4 separate regions of the Mus musculus genome follow, and all the other regions are linked to region 1. The links are chromatin contacts, called in public HiChIP or PLAC-seq and promoter capture Hi-C maps. All regions are on one chromosome and are shown on one strand. Each heading gives the region's core, a stretch centred on a gene start, on an enhancer-like site or on the middle of the called end of the contact. The rest is flanking DNA. Distances are from core to core; before and after follow the strand shown. Region 1 holds the start of Dbt (dihydrolipoamide branched chain transacylase E2). Region 2 holds the start of Agl (amylo-1,6-glucosidase, 4-alpha-glucanotransferase). Region 3 overlaps Agl (amylo-1,6-glucosidase, 4-alpha-glucanotransferase). Region 4 has its middle 8.7 kb from the start of Gm31384.

Region 1 (6,862 bases), core at 1,762-4,261:
CAGAAAAAGTAAAACAAAAGGACTCTTTTTCTGTGTCCTCAGCAAGCATTTATGGGCACTCACGGTGTATGGGGCGCTGTGGCCACATCCAGAAGGAAACACGTGTGATCCCTGCCCGAAAGCAATGTCCAGCAGAATGAAAGATAAAGCGAAGTACACAGGCCATTAACACAGCCACCGTGGGGTGTTCTAAGAGAAGCTGGCTGGAGAGTTAGCTTGGAGTAAGACTGGAGGCTGAGTGGGAGTAACGCAGGAGAGGAGCAGGGCTGCAGATGAGGCAAGAGTCTCCAAGGCAGAGGAAATATATGAGCAAAGGTCTGGAATCAAGAAAGCAGTGTGTACTAGGGTAATTGTTCCGTAGAGTTCTCTGTGCAGCCAGCGGGGGCACTCAGAGCTGGGGCTGGAGTGAGTGTGTGTGTGTGTGTGTGTGTGTGTGTGTGTAGAATGCTACTTTTACTCTAATACTTTTTTTTTCATTGATGTCTATAACTAATGCCCAGTAAAGTGGTTTAAATAATAATAAAACCAATTATTTTCAAGATAAAGATACGGTACTCACAAAGGCAGACATCGTAGAATGTGGTCTCATAAGTCAAATTTAAGAATGGATGTGTAAAAGAGGAACAATGAAGGATGTGGCAAGGAAAATCAAAAGTGTGTGATAAGAGGTAATAACCTGTAGAATAAGCAGGTTTTCAATAAAGAATGATACTTGAGAGGTTGGAGAAGCCACATCATAAATTTCCTCAATCAAGTGGCTTGGGGGCATTTTTTAAAAAGATGAGTCTTAAACAAGAACATGGCATAATCTAATGTGTGCCTCATTTTATAAGATCCTTTTGGCTGGCCTATGGGAAATGAACTACAAAAGAGGCTGATCAGAGGCAAGAGGCCCAGTTAGGAAAGACTAAGACATCTGTAATTAAGAGCAAGGTGGTAAATACTAGCTACATTTCTTCAGAGTTGGAAGGTAGAGTCAAGAGAAACAGGTTTGAGGGGTCTATTGTGGAGCCTGGAGTCTGCATCCCTGAGGCACTGTGGTGCACGGTGAGATGGCCAAAGGCTAGCTTTTCCAACTCCCCTGTGCTCGTAGCTAGGGAACTGTGTTCTAGCTGGTTATGTCAGCCTGGTAATATCCCTTCCTCCATCCTGACTTAAATGCCCAGTGAGTTGCTGCAGCTCCCGGATGGCTGTATGGAAAAGGTCAACTGCCCTGATGAACTGTCAGCCGTCATAGTGACAGTCACACATGTCACCTGTAGTCTATAGGCATAGATGGTGTCTTGTTCATTCACTGGATTTGTGTTACCTGCAGTTGAGAAAACACCTCATATTGTGCAACGGGAGATCTCTTGGACAGCTAGGGAAGACTAGAGAACGCCAGGGAACCATTAGCACAACTGGTGACTATATGCAAAGACGTGGGAGAGATAATGCAGGAAGTTGGAAAAGCGCAGAGGGCCAAAGCCAGGGCTTCTTTTTTTATTTTTTTTTTTTTTTAGTAGTCATCCATCACTTTATGACAGGTCTGTGTGAAATCTATTCACTATTAGATGAGCTAGTCTATGGACTCACCTTATGCTTACACAAACCAAATGGCTTAACTTATTGCCCACGTAAGCTCTATGCTAGCTCTTATACTACAAACCTGTCCAGCATGTCACTGTACTAAACACTGTGGGCACCCGTCACACCATTCTGTCTGTGTGTCCACACACATCAAACGATGGAAAAGGTCATAGGAAGTTGGCAGGTCTGTCGAGAGCCTATGGGAGCACTGTTGACGGAAGTCTTTGCGTGGTATTTAGAAGCTGGAAAGGAAAAGAGGGCAGTGGAATAGAGCAACTGAAGAGGAATATTGGTCAACTAGTGTCTCAGAATCCAAGAGTGGAGAGCTCTCGAAAGAAGAGTTGCCCATAATACCTACTAAGGTGCTGCTGACAAGAGTACCCTTCTGCTGCCTAGTTCCTACTTCTCTTCAGTCTCCGTACGCACTCACTAGTCCCCAGGAATTCCTCTCTGTACCCCCACTCCTCCATAGGTGTCCACCCTCAAGTGTCACAGGAGCTTTGAGCACTTGTTCCATAATAGCACGTCTTTCTAAAACCGTGGCTTTCTGTCTTTCCTTGCCTCCCTCTCTCCTATTCTCCTGTTCTAGGCTACAATGTTAGGAGGGAAAGGATGGTGGCTGGCTGTGTTATAGAAATATGCCCAGTGCCCAATACACACAGCAGGCTGGGAAGAAGGTTTGGAGAGATCAGGAGGCCAGCACTAAAGGAACATCTAGGGAAATGGGTAAAGTCTACGGTATCCAAAAAGTTATGTAATTAGGAAGAAACTAGATATGTAGTGGGATACATCTACGGTTGTTGCTAAAAGCTTGTGAGTGAGGGGGAACTGCAAATGGGGGTGGTAAATCGATGATTAAAAAGTTGGAACGACTGTGGACCAAGGGGAGAAGTGCAGCCCCGAGTGAATCAAGCTAGAGGCTTTTCTCTTCTCAGGTTAATAGTGCCAGCGTATGGCGCGCAGTGGGCTCTCAACAAATCTCGAAAGAACATAGCTGTGTCTGCAGTGCTTATCACAATGCCTGACATCTAGAAAGTACTCAAGCAAAGTTAAGCAGGTCAAAGGCCAGGATGTGGGTACGGTTGGGAAGAAAGCTAGTCGCCCAAAGCTAATCGTCAGAGAATCGCGCCCCGGGACGGGAAAGGAGTGAGTTTCCAGGCTCACTGGCACGCCACCTTCGCTGCCCTTCTGATTTGCATGCATCCTTCCATCACTTGCTCACAAGACGCGAGGCACTCGGAGAAGAAAGCAACACACAACTCCGGATAACATCTACTAAATCGATCCTTCCCAACCTTAGACCCATCCAACCCTGCTTACCAGTCTGACAGCGTTCTGGCTCCAGGTCCTCAGTACACGCGCTGCAGCCATTTTACTCCGGAAATAGCCACCAGCACACAGCTGGGAAAGACGCCTCCTCCAGGCGACCAATCCCCAGACCCGAGACGCACCTCCCTGAGCGGCCAATAGGAGAGAAGGAACGAGCCTCCCACCGGGCAGCCAACCAGGGCGAGGGGCGGGGCCGACTGAAGCCCCCCCCCCTCCCCCTTGAGAGGTGTAAAAGAATTGAGGGAGGGAGAAGGTAGACTTGGGGAGGACGACAGCTTAAAAATCCAGGACTTGGGTTGTTAAGTAGACGCGCATCAACAATCCATCTTTTTAGCTCAGATAATGGAGAGAAATCACGTTTAGGGGCTGCAGAAACTTGGGTTCAGTCTCCAGCACTCAATCAGGTAGGTCATAACAGCCTACAACTCTAGTTCCAAGGGATCCGACGCCCTCTTCTGGCCGTCTCGGGGCACCTGCATCCATGTGCTGTACATGCAAACAGTTGTGCACCCACACATACATAGATAATTTTTTAAAAAAGAATATGTTAAGGGCACACAAGAAGGGTCACTAATTGAAAACCTGAGGGGTCAGTAGCAAATTGTCTTTTCTGGTATTGTGCTGTAACTACATTAAGGGCAGAAAAAATAAGATGTTTCTATGTTTCATAGCAAGACTCTGATGCGCGACTTTTTCATAAGTCCATACAGGAACACTTCTCCATGATTAGGAATTCCTCTTTCCTGTATAGTGTCCTTGAGGTTGCTGAAATTGACTTCTCGTGTCTAAAATAAACATGTCATCACTTTGTCTTTGAGTCTTAGAAAATGTGGTCAGATGCATCATTAAGAAATGAGTCACAAACGTATAACCCTGAATTGCTTTGCCCCTTGAAGAAATGTCAAATTGAGCTCAAGTGGAACTGCTAAAGGAAACATCAGAAACCCAGCACTGTGAGGGTGACATGGGTAGGGCAGGCAGAGATGTCGCATTGTGAATGGAAGGCCAGTCACCCTGAGCTATGTGGTGAGACTCATTCTTAAACAAAATGAAACAAAGCCAGAGGGAGAGAATGAGAGAGAGGGAACTTTCTTTAATAGGTGGTATATAAATGCATACATTGTATATATGTTCAGTAAATTCAACGGTTCTTTCTTCTTAGAGAGAATAAAAATCTGCATCAATGTCTAAGGCGTTAGAGAGAATGAAACAAAACAGAAGGAAGCAGGGGCCAATAGAAACTCTCAGCACTGGAAAGTCGGTGGTTGTGAAACAAAAATCTCAGGTTTTTCACAAGTTGTTTAACTTTACACAGATGTACTATTGTGTAATGCACATTCATCTACTGTAGGCAGTAAATATAAATCATTGCCTTTATCAGAAAATCTGCAATAGACAGATGAGGTGACGAAAGTGTTTGATCCCAGAAGACAGTGGATCTTTGTGAATTTGAAGCCAGCCAGATCAACAAAGTGAATTCCAGTATAGCCAGGGCTGTTAGAGAAACCCTGTCTTAACAGCACCTCCCAAAATCGCAATAATCAAAAGAACTTGATTTTTAAAAACTTTTCCCATTATTTTGTTTGTTTTGTTTTGTTTTGTTTTGTTTTGTTTGAGACAAGGTTTCTCTGTGTAGTCCTGGCTGTCCTGGAACTCACTCTGTAGACCAGGCTGGCCTCCAACTCAGAAATCTGCTTGCCTCTGCCTCCTGAGTGCTGGGATTAAAGGCTTGCACCGCCACTGCCAGGCCCCATTAAACTTTTTATAGGTGCATTGAATAGACTTAGTAATCTTATATGTTCTTGCTTGTATAATGAGGGAAGGGAGTTAGTTGTTCCTAGGGCTCTTGAAAGATACTATGTAACTTTCTTCCATTCAGGCTTCTCTCGATTCTATCTTATTTTCAGGAAACAAACTAGTTTATCATCCTACGTCAGTAGATCCTGATTCCATATATGATTGTGTTCTTATCTTTGTTTGTAGCCGGGTTTTGGAACCTATTCACTAGATCTGAATGGGGCATTGCTACTAGCGCTACTAGCGCCAAGTGATGCAATTCTTGACTAGCCAACCGTGTTTTTGGTTAGTAAAACTAAGAGGGAGGGAAGGACCCAGAGAAGAAAGGGAGGCACCCAAGGAGGAAGGGAGGGGGACAGACAGAGACAGACAGACAGAGACAGAGACAGACACTGTAAAATGAACCTAGAGTCTTGCATAAGCTAAGCAAGCCGTCTATAACCACTGAGCATCATTGCCAGCTCTCTGCTTCTTTATCTACTAGTTTTGAGACAGGATCTCGATTAGCTGTCTGGGTGGCCTTGAAGTCATGATTATGCTTCTATTCCCCCAGCCTGCTTAGTATCTGGGATTACAGGCCCGAACCACCAAGCCTAGCTTAAAAATGGAATTTTGAGACAGCTAATGTTTATCTTCAATTTTAACTTAGGCGATGTTAGATTGCTTTGCAATGTGCTTGTACAAAATAACTTGTCTAGCAGCTGAGAGTGGGACTATTCTTTGTTTCTCATTTGACAGCCTTAGAAGTAATAGGTATTTACCTATTCAATGGCATTATGGTGTTAAAGTTTCTTAATTATTAGTAAAGTTAAACAGGTTTCACGTGTTTATTGGTTCTGAGATGCCGCCCCCCCTTCCCCCTCCCAGTCTGTGTAGTTCTGGCCTGGAACTGGTATGTACTCCAAGCTCCTACAGCTCTATCTGCCTTTGTTGATTGAAGAGATGTGCCACCCACACCAACCCTGGATATTGATTCTTCAAACGCTTCCTTCATGTACTTTTAACTGTTTCCTCTCTGTTGTGTGCATTCATTTTTCATTGTTTTCTTATTGATTCTTCTTTTGGGGGTCAGGGTTTTACATAGCACCCCCATTTTGAATACATACAATTGTGGCCAAAAACCAAACCAAACCAAAACCCAAACAAGCAGACCTGTTGAGCTTGCTAGGCAGACTCTACCAACTGAGCTACACACCAGCCTTCTTGTTGACTTTTCTTGTTGACTTGAGTGGGAGCTCTCTAAACTATGCAGTAACTTCTACAAAAATGAGATTCCCTGCTGTTCTTTGGTTTGACAATTTCCAGTTCTCATACACACAATAACCAGAAAGTTCTAACTTCACTGATCTTGTGAGGCTTTTGATGTTAATTTTTTTTTTTAATGACATAGGCGTTATTTCTGCTTTGGGACTGTTTTAAGTAATACTGCTTTTGAAACTTTAGACAAAACCTTTTGTGAAGACACATTTTCTTTCTTTCTGTCTGTCTGTCTGTCTGTTTTTTGGTCTTTCTGTCTTTCTTCCAACCTGAGAAGAATTCCTGGGGAAATCCCAGTTCTGAGTGTCTCTGTTGCCTATACTCACTCCTTCAATGCAGGTTACAATATCACTTACAGCTTTTTGGACAGTTTCTACCTCATACTTCTATCTTGTCCACTTCCTTCTACCACCCAAGTAACAGCAGGAGTTCGGCTTTAGAAAGCATAAGCTGGGGTCGAGACTATAGCTGTTTGGTACAGTGTTTATTTGGCATGCATCAAACCTCGACATCAGCCTCCAGCACTGTGATTAATAAAAACAAAAAGGATTAGCTTTCTTCAGAGGGTGTTATATTTATGTAATAGGAATCTAATATGTATGATAATCAAGGTACCACAGGGAAGATGGCTGCTCTTCCATAGGACCCAGGTCAGATTCTCACCCGTGTGATTGGTGGCTCACAATCCTCTGGAATTCCAGTCACAGGGAATTCGATACCCTCTTCAGGCCTCTGTGTACAGATGAATGTGTACACATTATGCCCATTCACATAATAATAATTTTTAAAAAGTACAACATGTATATTCGCACAGCAGCCTTGCTTCAATGTCTTATTATTTCCTGTCTGTAAAATTATATCACTGGTATCTCCTTTTTTTAGGTTCTTAGGCCGCTAAACCATCTTCTGT
Region 2 (7,214 bases), core at 3,645-6,144, 300 kb before region 1:
ACAGAAATACACAATCCACACACACACTTAAAGAATAGCATATTTGCTTATACCTGAGAAGTGTAAATATTTTTATAATTTTGCCATCCTGACAATACCGTCCCAAAGGCTCTTGCAGAAATAGATAAAGTTGAACAGACAGTTTGGGCAGAACATAGCATACGGTAAAGGAGCTAGGAGACAACCAGACCTACCCACGGGAGAAGGAGGGCAGGGCAGATAGACTTCCTGAAGGGGCAATCATGAGTTGTGTGTCACAGAAAAACCAGACTGTCCTGAGAAGCAAGAAAGTAAACTCACTCTTGACATGGCTACCTATAAAGTCAGAGCATCCTATCTCGATGAAGTCTTTATTGGTAGCAGGTCACAGGATCCTGCCCGTGCCTCAGATAAAGGGTTTACTGAACCAGAATCACCAGGAATGCAGTTGTAATCACACTTGTCCCCTCGTTCACTAGGGAAACTTAAACAGGTTACTTGACCTTGGGGACTTTGTGTCTTTATCTCTCACTCAAGAGTGACAACATTGCGTGTTTGGAGCATTTAGTCCATTCATATAATGGACTCAAAAGAGTATCTGGCACCTCCTTCCTGCTCATTAAATAGTGGCTGTCATTAAGTAGTTAGAGGACATATATCATTTTTCAAAACACTTTGTGTGTTTTAGTTTTGCAAACCTTAGAAGATCACTAATAGTTTAGGAGCCAGAATGCAAAGAGGTCACGTGACTTTCTCAATGTCTGAGGGCGCTGTGTTTTCCTAACTTTGCTTTGCAGAGAGAAAGTCCCTAAACACTATCCCAGCTCCTCTTTGCACCAACCTCCTCTGGTTGGTTCATTTTTGGTAATAATGTTGGTGGTGGAGCCTGGCTCACCTCTGGCCAGTCCTTTGGGAGTCAGCATGCGGCAAGCATGACTCTACCAGCTGAGCTGTGCCTGGTCAGTCAGCTGGCAACAGTTTAGCGTTAGTTTCAGGAAGCTCTTTTTTTGATTAACAGATCTGAAGCTTCCCCCGAACAGGACATGGATAAATGCATGTGGGTTTAGTGTCCGTGTTTCTTTGTAAACGGCATTCCCTAGGGTTTAGTGTCTGTGTTCCTTTTTAGACGACATTCCCTAGTGGTCTTCCATTCTACTGTTGCAAATATCTTTTTGGTAAGAACATTTAAAACACAATGCAAGCTGGAGCAGACTACTACTTGTGTGAGGAAGTCCATTCTCTCTTTCTTCAATAAAACCCAGACTTTGGTTAGTCCCCTGGCTGCCGTGCACGCCTATCGCAGAGATTCTAGCCAGCTATAAATGGAGATGCCGTGCCTTTTAAAAGAGAATATCTTGAAAAGGAAGTTTATTCTTTTTTCTTCACCCTGCTGCATGAACTTGGCTATGATAGCTCTGCCCCATCAGACTTTCGAGCAATTAAGAAGAGTTTGGCCCAGGAGGAAATCAGGAAGTCTGCATTCTGTGTGTCAGAGGGATGTTCCACTAGCCTTGATCTCTTTACCCAGGCTGTTATGCCAGACGGGAATGAACCGATGTCTGATTTAACCTGCTGCTCTTTTGCCTTTACTGCAACATATCCGACATAACCATGACAAATATAGACGACCAGGTTCAGCACCCTCCCCTTCCTGGTCCCTTCTTCTAAACCAAAATGGCAGCTGGAAGCCCTGCATTGTGGGAAATGTGGAGTCCACAATTTCAACAGAAAGTTGAAAACTGTCGGAAAGGGTTAAAATGCTTGGTTTTAAATTGAGGAACACTTAGAAGATCTTTCATAGGGGAGAAATAAAAAAACCACACCAGTAAATCCTGGTGTTTGCAAGTATCCCATAGACTCTTCAGCTGATTGGTTGTATCAGTGCCTGCGAATTTTTAAGATGATTTTTCTTTCTTAGGCTTTTTTTTAATGTGTGTGCTTGTCTCCATGTATACGCGTGCATCGTGGCACATGCTTGATGCCCACTGAGGGCAGAAGAGGGTGTCAGATCCCTTGGGACTGGAGTTACAGACAGTTGTGGGTGCTGGGAATGAAACCCAAATTCTCTGCAAGAACAGCCAGTGCTATTAACCACTGAGCCATTCCCCAGGCCATATATATATATATATGGGGTTTTTTTGTTTTTTTTTTTTTCTGGTTTTTCAAGACAGGGTTTCTCTGTATAGCCCTGCTGTCCTGGAACTCACTTTGTAGATTGTTGTGTCTGGCCAGCAGATAACAGCCTGGGTTCTAGCCTGGAAAGGCATTTTGTAAACCTGGAAGAGAAGAGGGGCTAGGCGACGAGAAAAAATGATGCAGCTAAGACAGGCATTCTGATCAAAGCTCAATTTTACTATATCAGCATGCAGTTATGAAGGGGAGGAGGTGGGGGGGGGGGATTCCCGCCAAATAGTCCCTGGGACCAATAGCAAGGAGGCAGGTTCCAGCAGTGGGCATGGCAGAACGATTGAGCCGGCAAGCTCCATCCAGGTGTAAACAGTGGAACCCTAAGGCTGGGGGAGGGGAGGCTACTACAGTAGATCAGGCTGGCCTCGAACTCAGAAATCCGCCTGCCTCTGCCTCCCAAGTGCTAGGAGTAAAAAGTATGCCACCACTGCCCGGCTATATATTTTTAAGGACATATTTATCACTGACTAATCTTTATTTTGTTCTTAGGCTCTGTTTTTCCCAATTTCCATGATTTAGAACCAAACACTGAGAATAAATTTTCCCTAGTACCTCCTCTTCCCAGAGTAAGAAATTTTCTGTAACCTTTTACATCTGTCATGCCCCAGGGCCTTTTCCTTCAGTTTGTTTGACAGCATCATTGACCTAACAGTAACCCCACCTATTGCCTGACAAATCCCTTATTTGGAACACCACCACCCCCATTCCTGAGTATAAAAACCAGTATCGTTCCCACATCCACGGCTGATCTCATGAACACTGGGTCAGGGGAAGGCACAAAAAGAAAGCTTGCTTTAATTAAACTGTCCATGATTTGGGTAGGCATTTTTCTCCTCTCATCTGCGGGACTAACAGAAACTGAGATTGTCTATTAGAAGGTCCTTAAGGATTCTCTCCTGGGAGCTACAGGATGAAACTGTTGTGTATATATAAATCCTGCATGCACAGGACGCCACAAATGTGACAAACATCCATCAGCATGCATGTGGCGCTGTGGAACGCCATCTTTGGCACTCCAAGAACTTCACAGATAGCACATCCTTGTCGAGTCTCATTTTAGAGTCACGTCATGTGACTTGTAGAAGCACTCTACGAGGAGTCTCTTACCAAAGCAGATGTCCGTGACTTACTATTCTCCTTATTTCACAAAATGAAACCTCCAAAGTTGAGTAGAATTAACAACACGTGAAAAATTTAAGCACTTTCAGAAGGATAAATCACCGCTATCTACTTGAGACATTAGACATACCATGTGAGTTGTGCTGGAGGCAGGACAATGGGAAAGGCTAGTTTTGCAGCCCTGGAGAACAGCTATCCACTGGGGAGCAGCAAAATGAGCTGGCCAGAGGATAGTGTGATGAATCTGTACCAGATAAAGTGTCAGAGCGTGCACCCATGCTCCACATTTCAGATGGAGAAGTTATGGATCAGAACGCTTTGGGTAATCTACATTTAAAAAAGAAAATCAGAGAAACCCAACATACAGCGATAGAGTGTGGTATCTGAGTCACCGGCTCCCATTCTTCAACCCTCCCCAAACGAAGACCTGCTGGGTTCATTAGTCTAGCAGGCAGCCTTCAACTGGGGGATTTCATGGTCAAGCAGGAGTTTGTAGCCAGTTCACAGAGGGCGCACTCTGGCCTCCACACTTCCTAGGAACACAGCAGAAGAGACGCCTAAGGGAACATCAGACCTGAAGGAGAAATCTTGAGATGACTGTCACAGAAAAACCAGAACGTCTTTATAAGCTAGAATGCACACTCATTCTTCCATTTTACCAAGTCCTTATTGATATCAAGCCACGGAAAATAATGCCAACCTTAGATGAAGGGTTTAGTGAACCAAAATCATCGGGAATGTACTTGAAATCACATACACTCCGTTGTTCATGAAGCGGCTTTAAGCATGTTACTTAACCTTTGAGGGAGTCTGTTTCCTTGTCTTTAAATCAACGGTAACCAAATAATAATAATAAAAATAAATAAAAAATAAAAATGCATGTTTGCTGTGACAAAACCCTGAACCAAAAGCAAGTTGGGGAAAGAAAGTGTTTGGCTTACACTTCCTGGTCACAGTGCTCTATTGGAGGAAGTTAAAGCAGGAACTCAACGAGAAAGACCCAGAGGCAGGACCTCAAGCAGAGACCATAGAGAAGTGCAGCTTGCTGGCTTGCTCCTCCCGGGCTGGGCCGCCTGTTTACCTATGGAACTAAGGCCCATCTGCCCAGGGGTGGCCATGCCTATTTTCCTCCCATATAGCAACCATAAAACAAGAAAATGCTCCCATGCACAAGCCCACAGGCCAATCTGATGGAGGCAGTTCCTTAGCTGAGGTCCCCTCTTCCCAGCGACCAGTGTGTCACAAGGTTAATGAAGCCAAGCAGGGAATTTTAAGAAACTTGGTTTTCCCAACTTTGCATTTTCTTCCCAGAAAGAACGTCCCTAACTAAACATTATCCCAGCTCTTCTTCGCTCTTGAACTCACTTTTCCTAGAGAGGCAGAGCGATCGCACATCAGGGCAATGACAGTTCCCAAAGCCCAGACCCCCTCAAACCCACAAGCCGTGCCCACCTCTCGCGAGATCAGTGGTCTGTGCTAGCGGGGGCGATGGCTCCCGGAAGTGGGCGGGGAGGCAGGGCCACGCCCCCCAGGCTAGTCCGGGGCCCAGCGGAGTCGGCACGTCCTCCGGCCGCGGGGGGCGGAGTCTCGGCGGCCCTGGCCTGTCACTGTCCCCTGGCCCGGGTCCCGGCGCCCCTCCCCGTGCCCTTCACGGCCGCCCTGCCCTCCCCGGGCCGCCGCTGCGTCCGGCGTTCCCGCTGTACCCGGCTCCGGCTCCCGCTCCCGACGCCGCACGTCTATCCCGCTCGTAAGTGCCTGGAATGCGTCCGTCTCCGGACGCGCATTCCTTCTATCTATAGCCGCTCTGTACATCGCATGCCACCGCCGCCGCAGCTATTCCCGGGACAGCAACTGCTAACCTCTCCAATCACCTCCCTATTGGTGGCTTCAGACCCGAATTTGGGAACTGGGCGCTCTTCCACCTGTTCAGCAGCCTGATCTGCTGGAGGCTACAGTGCCATTTGGAGTTTTCAGGGCCCCCTGGCTCAGGAACGGAATTTATGCCACTGAACTCCAGGGTTTTCGCGGATGCATTGCTTTTCTCTGAGAATGCTTTAGGGGTTTTGTTGGTCTGCTCTGTTTTGAACTGAGTGTAAGACTCTACATCTTTGCTTCAGGCTTTCTTATTCTGCTCCAAGAGAGAAGAAACTTCTCCCTTGTTGGGCTTTACTGACAAGATTTTGCTCTTTCTCATTGCTCTTCTTGGCTTTAAACCTATCTAGGACATGTAAGTGCCGCTGTCAACTCCAGAGAGTTTTAGGTCATATTTTCTTTTCTTTTCTTTCTTTCTTTCTTTTTTTTTTTCTTCTTCTTCTCCTTTTTTTTTTTTTTTTAAATAATTCCACTTTGTTTTATAGGGGTAACTCATTCCACTTTGGAGTCCTTTTAGTTCTACGGAAAGAGTTCGAATCCTCCAGAAGCCAAAATGGAACACAGTAAGCAGATTCGAATTTTACTACTGAACGAGATGGAGAAGCTAGAGAAGACCCTCTTCAGACTTGAACAAGGTCCGTTGCAAGTTGTTTGATTAGCTCTTTTTATGTCTTTTAATGCATTGGCGTTCTATTAGATTTTTTTTTAACTTAAAATTAGGGACTGGGTGTTGGCAGGTAGAATGCATGCTTAGCATAAATGAGGCTGTAGATTCAGTCCTCTGCATGAACAGACACACACACACACACACACACACACACACTCGCGCACTCAAATAACTTTAAGTTAGCTGAAATTTCATAGATCTTGATTTGTGCCAAAATGGTAGGTACATTGGTGGTGAGGAATGAATGTTGATTAAGAATAGACCTGTCACGTTAGCACAAAGATAGCTCAGCTCATCTTGCTGCAGACGACCACCGGAGGCAGACACTACAGGTTATAGGAAGTCCCTCGTGGGTAGAACTTGTGCCTAGCCTGGGTTCAGTCCCTACCTTAGGGAGAAAAAGAAGTGGTAGAGAGTGCGTGTGCAGTTAAAAGATTGAGCATGTTATTAGTAATAGCATTTATTGTTATAACTCGTGAAATCATATATAATGTAGCTTTGCATATATCTGTAGGGTGGCTTTTCAGAGCAAACTCTTTTCCTCTATTGAGCTTCAGCGCTGGGAGAGTAGAGTACAGCAAAAGGCGTAGTGAGCTTGCTAACCCTATCAGGAGCCTCTCAAGCAAGTAGAAGATGAAGCCAAATAAAAAGTGGAAAAACCTCTTCGGTGATGTTGAAACATGTTGGAGCCATCACTTAAAGAACTACATTGAGCTAGGGATATAGCTAAGTGGTATAGGACTTGCCTAATACAAGCAAAGTCTTGGGTTCAAGCCCCAGCATGACAGAAAAATGTAACTAAAGGTAAGATCAAAGATCAATTTGCAGGACTATCAGACACGCTAACTGACGCTTTACATTCAATACTGAAAACAGTCCACTGATAATTTATAAATATAACTTGTAAAATACAAGGAGGAAGTTTTTTTATGCATCAAGACAAAAATCAGTCTCCTGGATGAATTCAGTGAACATTGATAAACATCTTGAAGAATTTTTTTTCTTTAATACTTTTTAAAAGTGAGATTTTTGGAAAGCCATCTACTGTGTGGCCTTGATGCTGAACGGCCCTTGTCTTCCAGGTTTGCTCGGGGTTTTGGGTCACTGAGCTCTGGCTCCAGCTTGGCTCTCCTGACTCTGCCCTTCCCTGGGGTTGGTTTGTCCTTCTCTTCTGTCTTCAGTATTCCTCTCACTCTGGCATCTCTCCTCAGGCTCTCTGTCTTCCTCATTTCAGGTCATTGCCAGCGTGTGCCTGGTTCCCTTCTTGCTCTGTTCATCTACCATAGAAACCATGCATTCCCATGGCTGGGCTCTAGCCTCAATGCTGAGGACTCTGAAATAATGGCCTCAAGTGTCACTTTTTTCTTGGAAGCTTTTAAGTCAAGTATAA
Region 3 (7,201 bases), core at 4,451-6,950, 260 kb before region 1:
TTGTATTGGACATTAAGCCCAGTACATATGCTAAGCATACGTTATACCGCTGGCCTACACGGCCAGGTCCATAGATACTCTCAGAGAACCCGCTCACTGTGCAGTGTTGGCTGGGGTTGGCTGTTGATCCTGATCATGCTCAAAACATGTCCGTTTTTCAGGTCACTAATTGTAATTCCATGCTTTGCTATATGAGTATCTGATTTTTAAAGAGTCTCTATTATATTTGAGTGAATATTAGAATAAATTTTGTTAAAATGTGTATATTTGCCTAGGCAAAATTGAAGAGGTAGTTCTGGAAGCTAGAACTATTGAAAGGAACACAAAACCTTATAAGAAAGACGAGAACTCGATCAATGGAATGCCGAACATGACAGTGGAACTTAGAGAACACATCCAGGTATTTGGGATTCTCGGATTTCACTGTGCTTAATAGCTTAAGGACATTTAAGATACTTAATGAATGGATTTTCTGTATTCTTTTCAAGCTTCATGAAAGTAAAATTGTCAGACAAGCTGGAGTTGCCACAAAGGGTCCCAATGAATATATTCAGGAAATAGAATTTGAGAACCTATCTCCAGGAAGTGTTATTATATTCAGGTATGTTAATTAGAGTTTAGACTGTTGACTTTACTTATATTGAAAATAGTTTTGAGAGATGGTTGAGTGGCTAAGAACCGTTCCTGGTCTTATAGTGGACCTAAATTCAGTTCCCAAGATCCATGTCAGGTGGGTCCCATGTAACCACCGCCAGGGTCTGATGTGCTCACCTGCTCTCTCTGAGCACCTGCACACATACAATTTATCCTACCCACTTAAAATAAACTAGAGAAAATAGTTGGCTTATCCTGTTAAATTTGGATAACCTGAAATTTACCTATTTTGTGTCAACCTTATACAGAGTTAGTCTCGATCCACACGCTCAAGTTGCTGTGGGGATTCTTCGGAACCACCTGACCCAGTTCAGCTCTCACTTTAAGTCCGGAAGCCTTGCTGTTGACAACGCAGATCCTATATTAAAAATCCCCTTCGCTTCGTAAGTATTCCTTATTTTATAGATTTACCACTTTAACAAAATGATGAGCTACCAGTGGCCCGATCTGGGCAGTTTTACGGGTGCTTTCTTTCTTTGCTACACAAAGTATGGGCCTCAGGCCACTGCTGTCCTCGTCATCCCGCTAGCATTCACTCCACCACCTTCTCACTTGCATGTGTGCTCACAAGTGCACCTTTTCACGCTTCTGTCGTCTCCTCCATAGATCCTAGATACGCGCATGCCATCACATGCACGTGCCTGACCTTCCCAAGCCCTACAAGATGGGTGCCTGCATTATAGTGCTTACCTCTTCACTTTAATGTCAACACATTATTGTATTATATATAGCTATGTCACAATCAATTTAGTAATTATCCACTTTGAGACACCTAGAGTGCTTCTAATTATTCCCTGTTATGTATCTCAGTACCTTGATTTTTTGCTAAGTTTTTAAATATCCCTTTGCTATGTGGTGCCACATAGTTCTAAAGAATATCCATTTTAGACCTAAGTTTAGTTCAACACTGTCAGCATGATCTTGGCCAAGTTACTTAAATTTTCTTTTAGGTTTCACATCTGGACAGTGGGGCCAATAATAATACTTACTTCTTAAATTTTGTACAAATTAAACAGGATAACATGTCATTCCTACCTCGCTTCCCCACCCATAACAGACATGACCACCTTCCGTCCCAACCAGTGGCAAAGATGGGGCCATAGGTCCACCTGCGCTGACATGCAGGCCTGGTGGGGGAGCGACCCTACTCCTGCCAATCTCAGGACGTAACTCCCGGGGCTTGGACACACCTCGACCTCACTCACGCTCCAGGACTGCTCCCCAGGGCTCCCCCCACTTCCCGGCATCACAGTAACACATGCAAAACAGGTGATTCGTGCCTGTCACCTGATAGCTACTTAGTGTTGTGGTTACTGACACTAAGCTAAATTTCTCAAAGTGAAATTTGGGAGCTAGAGTAAATCACATATTTGAGGTTTTTTTAATACATACTGTAAAGTAACCTCTGGAAAAAAAAATGATTTAATGAGCATGTTCAGCTTTATGTGAGAGTGTCGTCTTTTCCAAGAATGAGTATGTATTATTGTGATGTCATATTTAAGAGCATAAAATATGCAGCACTCGGTAGGCAGAGGCAGGAGGATCCTGCACATTCCAGGCCAGCCAGAACTTGCATGGTAGTTGATACCTGTAACCACAGCATTTAAAGGGTAGAAGCAGGCCGATCAGAAGTTCAGAAGATCACAGCCTAAAGATGATCTAGCATACTCTGAATGAATAAAATTGACACAGAGCTGGAGACCTGGCTGAGCCCTTAAAAGCACTTGCTGCTCTTGTAGAGGACCAGAGGTCAGTTCTCAGTACCCGTGTTAGGTGGTTAACAACTGCTTGTAATTCTAGCTTAAGTGAACCCAAGGCCCACTTTGGGCCTCCATAGGCTTCTGCATTCACGCCTGTACAAACACAAACACAGATAAAAGTCTTTATCTTTAGCTGTCACTAGATTTTTTTTTATTTAGTTTGAGTGACATTAGCTCTTATTTCATTTCCACTACATTTTGCTCCTTAATTATTCCTTGTGATATACTATGGTAGTATATGTTTACTTCAGTGATGAGTGTTTAGCACATATATGTTCTGATTAGTTTTTTATCAACTTTGATACAGTTAGAGTCACCTGCAAAGAGGGAACCTCAGTTGAAGACTTTCTTAGAACAGGTTGGCCTGGGGACCAAGTTTTCAAGTATGTGTGCCTCTGGAACCTGTCTAATTCAAACCATCACAGACCCCTGGTTGGTTCTGGTCAGAGTGTGTTATCTTAACAACAGAGAAGTACCTAGAACCAAGCATTTCTAAGACATTTAATATTTATAATGCAGATTTTTCTTTTTCTTTTACTTATAGAAAATGAAATAATAGTATATTTATTTTCTAATTCTTAGCATTGCCTCTAAATTGACTTTGGCTGAGCTAAACCAGGTACTTTACCGATGTGAATCAGAAGAACAAGAAGACGGTGGCGGTTGCTATGACATACCAAACTGGTCATCACTTAAGTACGCAGGACTTCAAGGTAGGTCTAACCTGAGTTCAGATTATAATTTATGGCTTTTGTTGGTTACCATTAGTAGCATAGCCTTTCTGAACCCCGATTTCTGCCTCAATAAAATATGAATGATAGAACTAGGCATGCAGTAATGCATGTTTTACATTTTTTAGATTATTTTATTTATGAGTGTGTTTTACTTGCATGTGTGTATGTATGCATGCATGTATGTATGTATGCATGCATGCATGTGCTTGCCTGTTAACCACAAAGGCCAGAAAAAGGTGTTAGATCCCCTGGAAGTGGAGTTTTGCCGTGTAGGTACCGGGTACTGAACCTATTCTTTTGCAAGAACACCAAGTGGCCTTAACCACTGAGCTGTCTCTAGTGCACACCTGTAGTTCCAGTACTTGTGAGGCAGAGGTAGGCGGGACTCTGTGAGCTCAATGCCTGCTTGGTCTACATAATGAGACCTAGGCCAGCCAGAGCTATACAGTGAATCCCTGTCTTAAATGAAACAAAACAAAAATGTATTAATGATAGCCAGGTGTGGTGGAACAAGATTGTAATCCCAACTACTCAGGAGGCTAAAACAGAAAAGGTGAAAATTTGAGGCCACCTGGATTATAAGGGGACCTTGTCTCAAGAGAAAAAAAAAGTATAGGTAATGTTACTTAACTCATTGATTAAAGGCGCCTGCCACCACACCCAACTCCACCGTATTTTTTATATTAACTTTTGTATTCTATCAAGCCTTTCTTATCTTCATTATTGTCCTTTGGAGACATGCCCACACTGGCCTCAGAGACACTGTTTTGCTAAGGATAACCTTAAACTCCTGATCTTCCTATGCCCACTCTTAAATGCTGGGATTACGTGCGTGTATGACCACATCCAGCTTTATAAAGCCTTTTTTTTCTTTTTAAGATTTATTTATTTTATGTATATGAATACACTGTCATTGTCTTCAGACACACTGGAAGAGGGCATCAGATCCCATTCATTACAGATGTCTGTGAGCCACCGTGTGGCTGCTAGGAATAACTCAGGATGGCTGGAAGAGCAGCCAGTGCTCTTAACCACTGAGCCATCTCTCCAGCCCCATATAAAGCCTTTCTTAATCATTGCTTATCATAGTCATTCGTCCTCAGGCTGACACTTGTATTTGTTTACTGTATTTTTTATTTGATCTTTGGAAAATACTGCCTTATTCTGGAAATTAGTATATCTTGTGTGTGTGAATGTATCTACTATGGTTAAAAAACAGACTTTAGGGGCTGGAGAGATAGTTCAGTGGTTAAGAGCACTGACTGATCTTCCAAAGGACCCAGGTTCAATTCGCAGCACACACATGGCAGTTCATAACTATTTGTAACTCCAAGATCTAACACCCTCACACAGACAGACATACAGGCAAAACACCAGTGCACGCAAGATAAAAATAAAATAAATTATTAAAAAAAGAAAGAAAGAGACTTCAACAGGGTGTAGTGGTGCATGTCTTTAGTTCCAGTAGGTGGATCTCTGTGAGTTCAAGGCTATCCCAGTGTACTTGGTGAGTTCCAGAACAGCCAGAGCTACAGAGTGAGAACCTGTCTCCAAACAAACAAACAAACAAACAAAAATCATAACAACAACAAAAACAAGAAACCAGACTCCCCTATACTAACTACCTGTATAACCTTGCAGTAAACAACTCCATGGTTCAGTTTTCTCACCATAGTTCTGTGCCACAGGGGGTGTGATTAGGATCCACACCGCTCATAGTCTCTTAGCCCTGGTTCCGAGTAAGCACGCAGAGGTCATGTGTCAGGGCTGGGGAGATGGCTCCGGTTAAGCACACGTAACTGCTCGCCTGGAGGACCTAGGCTCACTTCTGAGCCTTCATGGGTGGCTCAGAATTCCCTGCAACTCCAGTTCCAGATGACCTGTGTTCTCTTCTGGCTTTCATGGGTACTGCATTCATATACCACGTACACATAAATAAAACATACAGATACACACATGCACATAAACAAAAATAAATCCATTTTATAAAAGAAGTGTTACCGATTTTAAGCTTAAAAAAAGCTCATTTCCTGTCCTTTTTCTTGTATGCCTCATGAAGTGATTTGACTTTTTTTTTTTTAATAAAATTCCCCTTATCTGATTTGTTTGGGGTTTTTTGGCTTTGGTTTTATATATATATATCAGTCATTTTTTCCTCTCCTAAGACAACAGTTTTGGCAGCACAAAACATCTTTTAGCAGACTGTTAACAACAGCCATAAGCTAACTCCTACCTAAGCACGCGCTGACCTTTTCCTGCCGTGAGCGAGCACAGTTGTGTTCCCCACCTCTTACAGTGCTCTGTGCTCTGCTAATTTGGAATCTAGGAACCTTTTATGGCTCTGCTCCAGATTCTCAACAGCCAGTTAGTGCTTGCAGAGCCTTGTGCTCCCTTCGCCTTGCCATTCCCTTTGCTCCCCACAGTTACCGCCCATTCCAAGATTAAGTGCTTCCTATAAAGCAGCGCGGCGAGCCCAGTCTGCCTCCTACACAAGCCGTGGCTCCCACAGCCCTGCCGCCGCTCTGTTGCTGGAACACCTTTTCATGGCCGCTCCTTGATTCAGCTGCAGCACTAGTGAGTCCCTCCCTGACAGGACTGGGCAGAGGGCGTCGCCTCTAACACAGTATCCATGCAGCCTTGTCGTCCAGCTTCTTCTTTTTTTTTTTTTAAGATTTATTAATTATATATAAGTACACTGTCGCTGTCTTCAGACACACCAGAAAAGGGCGTCAGATGGTCGTGAGCCACCATGTGGTTGCTGGGAATTGAACTCAGGACCTCTGGAAGAGCAGCTATTGCTCTTAACCACTGAGCCATCCCTCCAGCCCCCAAAATCCTACGTCTTAAATTCGTTGTTTTTAATTTTTAAAAATATGCTGCACACGTAAAATTCATTAAGTTCTAACTAAATGAATTTATTTAAAATGGAGCCGGTGAAGCCACATGCTGTTTTAAGGTAGAAATTATTATTTTCCTGAAGGATGAAAGTATAGCCATCCTGTACTAGAATTACAGAATCTGCTTCGAGTGTTCATAGGAAGAAGGCTGGTGACCCTTGAGAAGTGTGCTTAGCAGTCATCGTATGCCCAGCTGCTCACTTAGTGACTGTGTGTTTAGCTCTAATATCTCCTGTACATTTCAAAGACTACTTCTGAAGCAGGCTTCATTATCATCCACCACTGGTGGTCGCGCTTCCTAAACCAGCTTTGTGATCCCTTGATTCCTCCCTAAATATTAATCTACCACTTGCCAACCCAGAATACTCATGCTTACCTGCTTCATGCTTTAGGATGAGAAGTTACACCGGCTGTTTTCAATGTTATAGTATTAAATACAAATAAAGAAGAAGAGTCGCAGACGTCCTGACCCCCGGGAAGCTTTGTATTGCTCTTGCAGCTGCAGATCCCTGGCTTCCCGCTTTTATGTCCTTGCTAAAGTAGGCACCCTGACAGTTTTCTCACTCAGCCATGCTAAGTGCCACTGTGAACCGAGTAGTCGTTATGTCTGTCTGTATCTGCGCTCACCCCAGATCATTAGAGACTGGACATAAGCTGAGCAGCAAGGACATTTGACTCAACCAACAGCTCAGTAATGTCTCACTTTTTAGGATTAATGTCCGTGTTGGCAGAAATAAGACCGAAGAATGACCTGGGGCATCCATTCTGTGAAAACTTGAGGTCGGGAGACTGGATGATCGACTACGTGAGTGGTCGGCTTATTTCAAGATCAGGAAGTATTGCTGAGGTAAGTAGAACGGTGCTCGAGTGCAAACAGTCGAGGGGCATTGAGACTTGGGCTTTATTACCACTGTAGATAAGTCACAGCTTCCTCAGGCCAGTTTCCTTTCTTGATCGTGTTTCAGTTCTAAGGAGTGGTTATCTCTTAATGGATTACTGGCCAGCAAAGTCACATATTTAGATTTAACTCTTCAAATATATCCAGCCTATAAACACACCAAGTTAACTTTCCACATTATTTCTGTAACAGGTTGGTAAATGGCTGCAGGCTATGTTCTTCTACCTGAAGCAGATCCCACGCTACCTCATCCCCTGC
Region 4 (7,033 bases), core at 4,518-7,017, 430 kb after region 1:
TTTCTTTGGAGACTCAGTTGTGGTGTGTGATATTTTTCTGAACACTGTTTTAAGAGGATGTTTTTGCTGAAGCAGACACATGAGAGGATGTTTTGCTGAAGACAGACACGTGGTATTTTCTAAAAGCTGCCTTAAAGGGGAGACATGTGATGTTTTGCTAGAGCAGATGCTTGGGAGAACATGTAATGTTTTAAAAGGGTATGAATATAATCCAACAATCAGCGGGCAAGGCTATATGGTATTGGTTCGCCTTGCCACTCTTTGCTGGGCTTTGCTGGGCTTTGCTGGGCTTTGCTGGGCTTTGCTGGGCTTTGCTGATGCTGGCCTTCACTGATGATGCTGTGTGGTATTGGTTCACCTTGCCACTCTTAGCTGCTCATCATTTGCTGTGACTTCAGGGAGGCATGGAACACCAAAAACCTTCTAATGGTGCTCAAGCAGCTTCATGCTGCTTCTGAGGACTCAGGTTGATTGGCAGAGCCTCATAGTTTCTTCTAAATTGAACTACCATTGCTGATGTTGCTGATTCATAAATGGTGTTTGAGAGTGGCTCAAGCTACCGCTGCAGACTCATATAAACAAATCTACTAATATCTTGGCAATCCAGATTAGATTTTCTCCCCGCAAAATATTTCTAAATAGGTCCATATCCTCCTTTGCCCTATTAACCTTTCCTTTCCAATACATTTGGTAGGTGGTAGACTAGAAGTGGGGGTTAAAACATTGAAGTACACATGTTAAAGTAGGCTTTTAAAAATATAAGCCTACACTGTCTTCTTGGGAAAATGTCTCTATAGATCCTTTGTTCATTTGAAAGGTTGGTTGCTTTGTTATTGTTGTAAGATTATTGATCAACCAATGGATCAGTTGATGAATGGATGTATAGATATATATTCTGGATTTAAAACCCTCTATAACGTATGATTTGGAAGTATTTTTCCCACCCTATAGGTTGTCTTTTCTCTTCTGGTAGCTTGCACTCTGGAAAGGTAATGGAATCTTTATGAGGTAAAGCCTTTCTGGAAGAATCACTTCACTGAGGTGGGCTTTACGAGGCTGTAGCCTCCCCCCCCCCCATCTTGTTCCTCCCTCCCTCTAGCACACTCTTTTTAGCAAAGATAAAAACTTGATCAGTCAGCCTTCTGCTCTTGTTGCCATGCCCACACTGCTATGAAGGACTGTATTATTGTTCTGGAAGTTAAGCTAAAAGCAATAATGTCCTCCTTAGGTTGCTTTTGGTAGAGTATTTCATCCCAACAAGAGAGAAATAACTAATACACTGCCCCATTTTCCCACAGCCCCCTACTGTCCCATCTTCCTACAGCCCCCACTGCCTCATCTTCCCACAGTCCCTCACTGCCCCATCTTCCCACAGGCCCCACTGCCCCATCTTCCCACAGTCCCTCACTGCCCCATCTTCCCACAAGCCCCTCACTGCCCCATTTTCCCCACAGTCCCCCACTGCTCCATCTTCCCTACTGCCCCATCCTCCCACAGCCCCCCCACTGTCCCATCCTCCCACAGCCCCCCACTGTCCCATCTTCCCACAGCCCCCCACTGTCCCATCTTCCCACAGCCCCCCACTGTCCCATCTTCCCACAGCCCCCCACTGTCCCATCTTCCCACAGCCCCCACTGCCCCATCTTCCCCACAGCTCCCCACTGCCCCATCTTCCCCACTGCCCCATCCTCCCACAGCCCCCCACTGCCCCATCCTCCCACAGCCCCCCACTGCCCCATCCTCCCACAGCCCCCCACTGTCCCATCTTCCCCACTGCCCCATCCTCCCACAGCCCCCCACTGTCCCATCTTCCCCACTGCCCCATCCTCCCACAGCCCCCCACTGTCCCATCTTCCCCACTGCCCCATCCTCCCACAGCCCCCCCCACTGCCCCATCCTCCCACAGCCCCCCACTGTCCCATCTTCCCCACAGTCTTTGTGATATTGTATATCAGCCTTCTCATCCTTTTTAATATGTGACAAACCTGATTCCACCTTGGGCTTTTTACACACGCTCCTCTCTATACCTGGAAACTTTTATCTTTCAGGGTGTATAATGACTTGTTTTCTCACTTTCTTATGGATTTTGTTTAAATTGGACATCCTCTTACAGCCTTTCAGTGCTCTCTAAAAGCAGGTATTATACAAGTATGCTGTTACCTAATCCTTTTTCCCGATTTTTTCCTAGCACTTACTACTCCTTGAAATCACATTATAAATTCAGTGTTTATTTAGTGTTCTCAGAAGCAGCACATCTGCTCCCAAGAACAGAAGTGTTATGTTACTGCTGTATTTCCAGTTCCAGGAGTAAAGTACTTGGTGAGATCTATTGCTTGTGTGAATAGCCTTAGATACATCGTTTTTCCATGGTTTGTTTTGATTATCCAATCATCAATTAAAATCTACAACGGTATGCCTATTATTTCATTTAGAAATACAGTTGTATTTTAATACTTTGTATAAAGGAAATTTTGGTTCAAAAAAAATCTTGAAGTAGAACACAAAAGTGCTTTCAAATATCCCCACTTTTGCCAAATAGAATATTGTTGTGTTTTATGTCCCCAGCTATTGAGCCAAGCTGGAAAACGTCCTAAAGAAGGAACTCATTTAGCCTGGAGAATAAATATATGAACTTTTGTTGTGATTTTTGTTGTCTGTACGGAATATTAACATGAAGTACAACCTCAATGAACTTCTTGTTTAGCTCTCTGCCCCTTCAAATAAAAGGGCACAGGTCAATTTTTTTTTTCGCTTTCTCAGTTCATATTGAACTTCCTGATCACAGAAGTGCTGAACTCATGCTCAAACCTGCGCATTAAGCATTAGGTTAACTTCCAGATCAGTGGGTTTAGCACAAGACATCTATATTTTAATAAATAAGATTTACAATCAACTCACTGTGAAAGCTACACATGGGAATCTGTAACCAGCTTAATGGAGTCTGAATCATTATATACAACCTTTTCACAGCTTTGAAAGTTATCTTTAAAAACTTCCTGGGTTATCTAGTTATTTTTTTAAAATCTATATATTTGTTAATATAAGCAACACTGTAAACTAACATCATAAAGACCAGCACTAGATTTGTAGCATGTGTGACCATTGTAATTGTTAGCACCTGTTACTAGCATGTTAGTTCATGACAACTTTAGCAATACTTACATATTCTTTCAGAATAAACTATTTAAAAAAATGTGGTCAAGTGCTCTTTTTCAAAGTTGACAACTGGACTTAAGAATGAGTCACTGCGATATTGCTCCTGTATGATATTGGGGATGGGGTGGGGGACATGACTTTATTGCAGATGTGAGAAAGATTTAAGCCCATAGCTTCCATGTTTTGAAAGAGTCAGGAAGCCATAGAGCAAATCATAGTTCCCCGTTTTTCCCTCTGTCACTGTTATTTTGTGTAGACTTTGTGGAGTAACATAACACATGGTCTTAAAATGTAAATAGTTATTTTTCTGATTATAAAAGTGATACATAATCATGATGGAAAACTGTGGAAAGAATCATAAAAGACATAAGTGAGTGAAGACTTCAATTATGAACTGAGTGAAGACTTTGTCTATAAATCACCTAAGCACTGTTAAGTGATCAATACATGCATCTTTATGCCTTAAAATAACTTTATATGCTATTTTTATTGGACATTGAAAGTGTTTTCTTATATTAATGGAAGAGTACCTGCATGCAATAGTCCATGCATGTATACAACATAATTGTGCTGTCCCTTAATCCCAATATTTAACAGATTTTCCTAAATTTCAGATATTCTAATACTGACATTTTATGCATTAATTATCATCAATATCTATTTGTTTTAAAACATGAATACATTAGAAGCAGGATTCCATTCAGCTGGTAAAATGTTTGTCGCACAAACATGGAAGACCTGAGTTCAATTCCCAGCATGGAGGTAAAAAGCTATATTTCATGACTTAAGTTTCTAACTCTCATTCTGGGGAGGTAGAGACACGACACCAGCTTGCCTGACTACTTGGCCAGTGCCATGTACTAAGGGACACACTTTGTCACAAGAGAACAAGCTGGACTGCTCCCAAAGTACAACAATAAGGTTAACCTCTGGTCTCCACATGCACGGGCATATGTCTACCTGTGTATACACATGAACATGTACACATAATTAGTTAATTAATTAATATAGAGAGGCATTAAAAGGTAGCATTCTGACAGGAGCCTGATATAGCTGTCTCCTGAGAGGCCCTGCCAGAGCCTTACAAATACAGAGGTATATGCTTGCAGCCAACCATTGGACTGAGTGCGAGATCCCCTATAGAGGAGTTAGAGAAAGGACTGAAGGAGTTGAAGGGGTTTGTAACCCCATAGGAAGAACAACAGTATCAATCAACCAGATGCCCCCCCCCCCGAGCTCCCAGCGACTAAGCCATCAACCAAGGAGTACACATGGCTCCAGCTGCATATGTAGCAGAGGATGGCCTTATTGGCCATCAATGGGAGGAGAGGTCCTTGGTCCTATGAAGGCTCGATAGATGCCCCAGTATAGTGGAATTAAAGACAGGGAGGTGTGAGTGGGTGGGTCAGTGGAGGAACATCCTCATAGAAGCAGGGGGAGAGAGGGTGGGATAGGGGATTTCTGGAGGGGGAGAAACGGAAAGGGCATAATATTTGAAATGTAAAAATCAATAAAAAATTTTTAAAAAGTATAGCATTCTATGACACATTTCTGAGCTGCTTCTCTGGGTTAAGTGTGATAAATTATCTGATGAAGGCAGAGGCCTCATCTCATCTCTGTGGTTAGGTCATCCCTGAACATTTTTTGTAAATATGATGGCTAGCAATAATGGTGTCATTACACTCCACTTTTACTATGTATTGTTAACAATGTTCATGTTTTTATTTTATTATTTACTTCTCTTCTCTAAATAATACCAGTTTCTGCCAATTTTGCTATTAGGATTCCTTTTTTCTTACATTTTTGTAATGCTGAGAATATTAATTTGTTACATGTTTTCTCACATGTTTTCCAACAATGTGTAGACGGTGTGCTACATTCATTCTTGTAGTAAAGTAGGACACTGTCTCATATTGGTGTTTCAATAGAGTGGGAAGAATAAGACTGCCTCCCCCAACTTAAACGTTCTTAACCAGGGATTCAGCTAGATTAACATAAGCCGTACTGACTTTTAACTGAATAGCTAAAGGTGTGGCCTTTAAGTATAATTTTGTGCATCATTCAAGTCTCTTTCTTTTACACAGAGATAGAATAAGGCAGGTTTGAAGGATAGTGAGAAAAGATTTGAAACTGAAGGAAAGTAATGACCTTGGCCCTGCCAATGATGCTAACCTGAAATGGAAATGTTCACACACTGCACAGCAAATGTCGAGGTGTCTGAGACTTTATTTTCAGTTTCTCCCTAGTGGCTCATGCTACGCAGTCTCTGATTCACAGAATATGAGTGTGTGTCTGTATTTGTGTGTGTGAGTGAAATTTACTACTGTGTATATGCCTCTGTGTGTCTGTGTGTGTGTTTTTGTATGCCTCTGTGTGTGCATGTGTGTATGTGTGTGTGTGTGTGTGTGTGTGTGTGTGTGTGTGTGTGTCAGTGTGCCTGTCTGTGTGTGTATTGTATGAAAATGCGGTATGTGTGTGTGTGTGAATCTGAATATTTAGTGGGAAATGGATGTGATATGAATCTGGAAGCAACTGGTCTAAGTGTGAATCATGATATGATCCTCTGCTCATGGGGATTCACTCAAAGGAAAAAACAAGGAGGCGGAAGTCTTTGATTAGCGTTAGCAAGAATGATCTTAAAGGGAACTAAATTTAGAATGTCCACCCACTCCCAATCAGTCTGTTTTATTGTGTAGAGTTTTTAATGTCAATTATCACGTCTTATTTTCTGTTATAATCTCTTAGGATCCTTGCTCTCAGCAAAGAGACCCAGCTTTGGTTCTGGGTCTTGTATGTTACATGAGAACAGCATCCCAAGGTTTTAGCTTCTAGGCTGCTGCTGTCTCTGAACCTCGGGGCGAGTCATAATAAAAGTGCAGCATGCCTCATTCCTTTCCACAAACTGGGACCTTGTCACAGGCGACAGGAAAGGAGAGAGGCAGACACTCTCCATACCAACAGCTAATGCTGAGAGGGCAAGGAGCTCCCTGCTGAGGGACCTCTGGGGATCTACAACAGTGATCCTCAACCTTCCTCATGCTCTGACCTTTTCATAAGACTCCCTCCTGTTGTGGTGACCCACAACTATACAATCATTTTGTGGCTACTCCATAACTAACTTTGCTACTGTTATGAATCATAATGTACATAGGCAGGATATCTGAGATGTGACCCCTGTGGATGGGTCATTTGACCCCCCCCCCCCAGAGCCATTGTGACCCACAGGTTGAGAAACACTGGTCTAGAAGGTGACCAGGAGCCATGTGCCATGTGATCCAAGAAGGATCACGAGACATTAAGATCCCCTTCTGAGTAGACATTTCTCTAAGCAAGCCTTACTCAAGGAGTGTCCTTCCTTCTCCATAGACTGCTGACTAGTCATCCTCTAGAGATGGGAGAGGGCTGAGGAGCTCATGTGGATACTTGGGTTCTAAATGTTTGCCTGTGCACCAAACTGTTAACAAAGAATCAGAAACAGCCACCAGGAGGGTGGGAGTGAGGACTCAGTTTCATTCTTCCATAAGCTTCTTCTATACCACTAAACTTTTTTGTATAATTAGCTATATATCAATGTAGTGACTCTGAAGTATGTCATATATAAAAAACATTTCTTTCAGCCTTTCTCTTCTTTTAGTATTTCCTTTTCATATCCTTCTATGTGGATTTTTTTTCTTAATATGGTTTCCACTGTTTAATCTTTTCCTATGGAAGTATGTTTATGGTTATAGGGTCTGTGCTTGTGCCCCGCTGAGAGTAAAATATGTAGTAAAATAACATCTGGGTTTTGTCAAGCAATGAATTAAAACACAGGATACAGAAAGAAAGGCTTTAAGAAGAAGACATGTGGGATTGTAATTAATGGGAGTTGGTTATACTC

The links. Promoter capture Hi-C pulls out the DNA fragments that hold promoters and counts their contacts. HiChIP or PLAC-seq counts read pairs in DNA pulled down with a chosen protein or histone mark.
Region 2: a promoter capture Hi-C map of pre-B cells shows a contact between it and region 1. The contact joins the promoter of Agl here to the promoter of Dbt in region 1. A contact is called at or near these places in 17 of 39 promoter capture datasets (the 3T3-L1 cell line, the C10 cell line, the HPC-7 cell line and 11 more), 1 of 15 datasets of contacts at CTCF or cohesin (embryonic stem cells), 10 of 484 Hi-C or Micro-C datasets (CD8 T cells, Sertoli cells, embryonic stem cells and 4 more), 21 of 115 datasets of contacts at active chromatin or transcription factors (the 230-238 cell line, the SCID.adh cell line, astrocytes and 13 more) and 4 of 9 other capture datasets (adipose tissue, embryonic stem cells, liver and 1 more).
Region 3: an H3K4me3 HiChIP or PLAC-seq map of embryonic stem cells shows a contact between it and region 1, with 14 read pairs. The contact joins the enhancer-like site here to the promoter of Dbt in region 1. A contact is called at or near these places in 25 of 39 promoter capture datasets (the 3T3-L1 cell line, 3T3-L1-derived adipocytes, the C10 cell line and 14 more), 13 of 115 datasets of contacts at active chromatin or transcription factors (the 230-238 cell line, the SCID.adh cell line, bone marrow-derived macrophages and 4 more) and 3 of 9 other capture datasets (adipose tissue, liver and pancreatic islet).
Region 4: a contact with region 1 is called in a FOXA1 HiChIP or PLAC-seq map of pancreatic cancer cells. The contact joins the enhancer-like site here to the promoter of Dbt in region 1. A contact is called at or near these places in 3 of 39 promoter capture datasets (the 3T3-L1 cell line, hippocampal neurons and neural stem cells), 3 of 115 datasets of contacts at active chromatin or transcription factors (bone marrow-derived macrophages, embryonic forebrain and pancreatic cancer cells) and 1 of 9 other capture datasets (adipose tissue).

The regions. Positions count from the first base shown.
Region 1 is chr3:116,509,219-116,516,080 of GRCm38.p6, reverse strand. It overlaps Dbt (dihydrolipoamide branched chain transacylase E2), which reads right to left and starts at 3,011. Exons shown (of 11, transcript NM_010022.4): 1 at 2,890-3,011. The coding sequence starts at 2,940.
Region 2 is chr3:116,805,846-116,813,059 of GRCm38.p6, reverse strand. It overlaps Agl (amylo-1,6-glucosidase, 4-alpha-glucanotransferase), which reads left to right and starts at 4,894. Exons shown (of 34, transcript NM_001081326.1): 1 at 4,894-5,032; 2 at 5,643-5,792. The coding sequence starts at 5,711.
Region 3 is chr3:116,772,455-116,779,655 of GRCm38.p6, reverse strand. It overlaps Agl (amylo-1,6-glucosidase, 4-alpha-glucanotransferase), which reads left to right. Exons shown (of 34, transcript NM_001081326.1): 18 at 276-400; 19 at 489-601; 20 at 903-1,037; 21 at 2,997-3,127; 22 at 6,756-6,892; 23 at 7,136-7,201. Among named protein-coding and RNA genes, the nearest start is that of Agl, 32 kb to the left of the region's middle. Within about 2 kb of position 5,700, at least 7 of the 459 cell types and tissues checked have an H3K27ac peak or open chromatin away from gene starts, as enhancers often do. A contact at or near this core is called in embryonic stem cells, where this site is marked.
Region 4 is chr3:116,081,340-116,088,372 of GRCm38.p6, reverse strand. No RefSeq gene overlaps it. Among named protein-coding and RNA genes, the nearest start is that of Gm31384, 8.7 kb to the left of the region's middle. Within about 2 kb of position 5,767, at least 26 of the 459 cell types and tissues checked have an H3K27ac peak or open chromatin away from gene starts, as enhancers often do. A contact at or near this core is called in adipose tissue and pancreatic cancer cells, where this site is marked.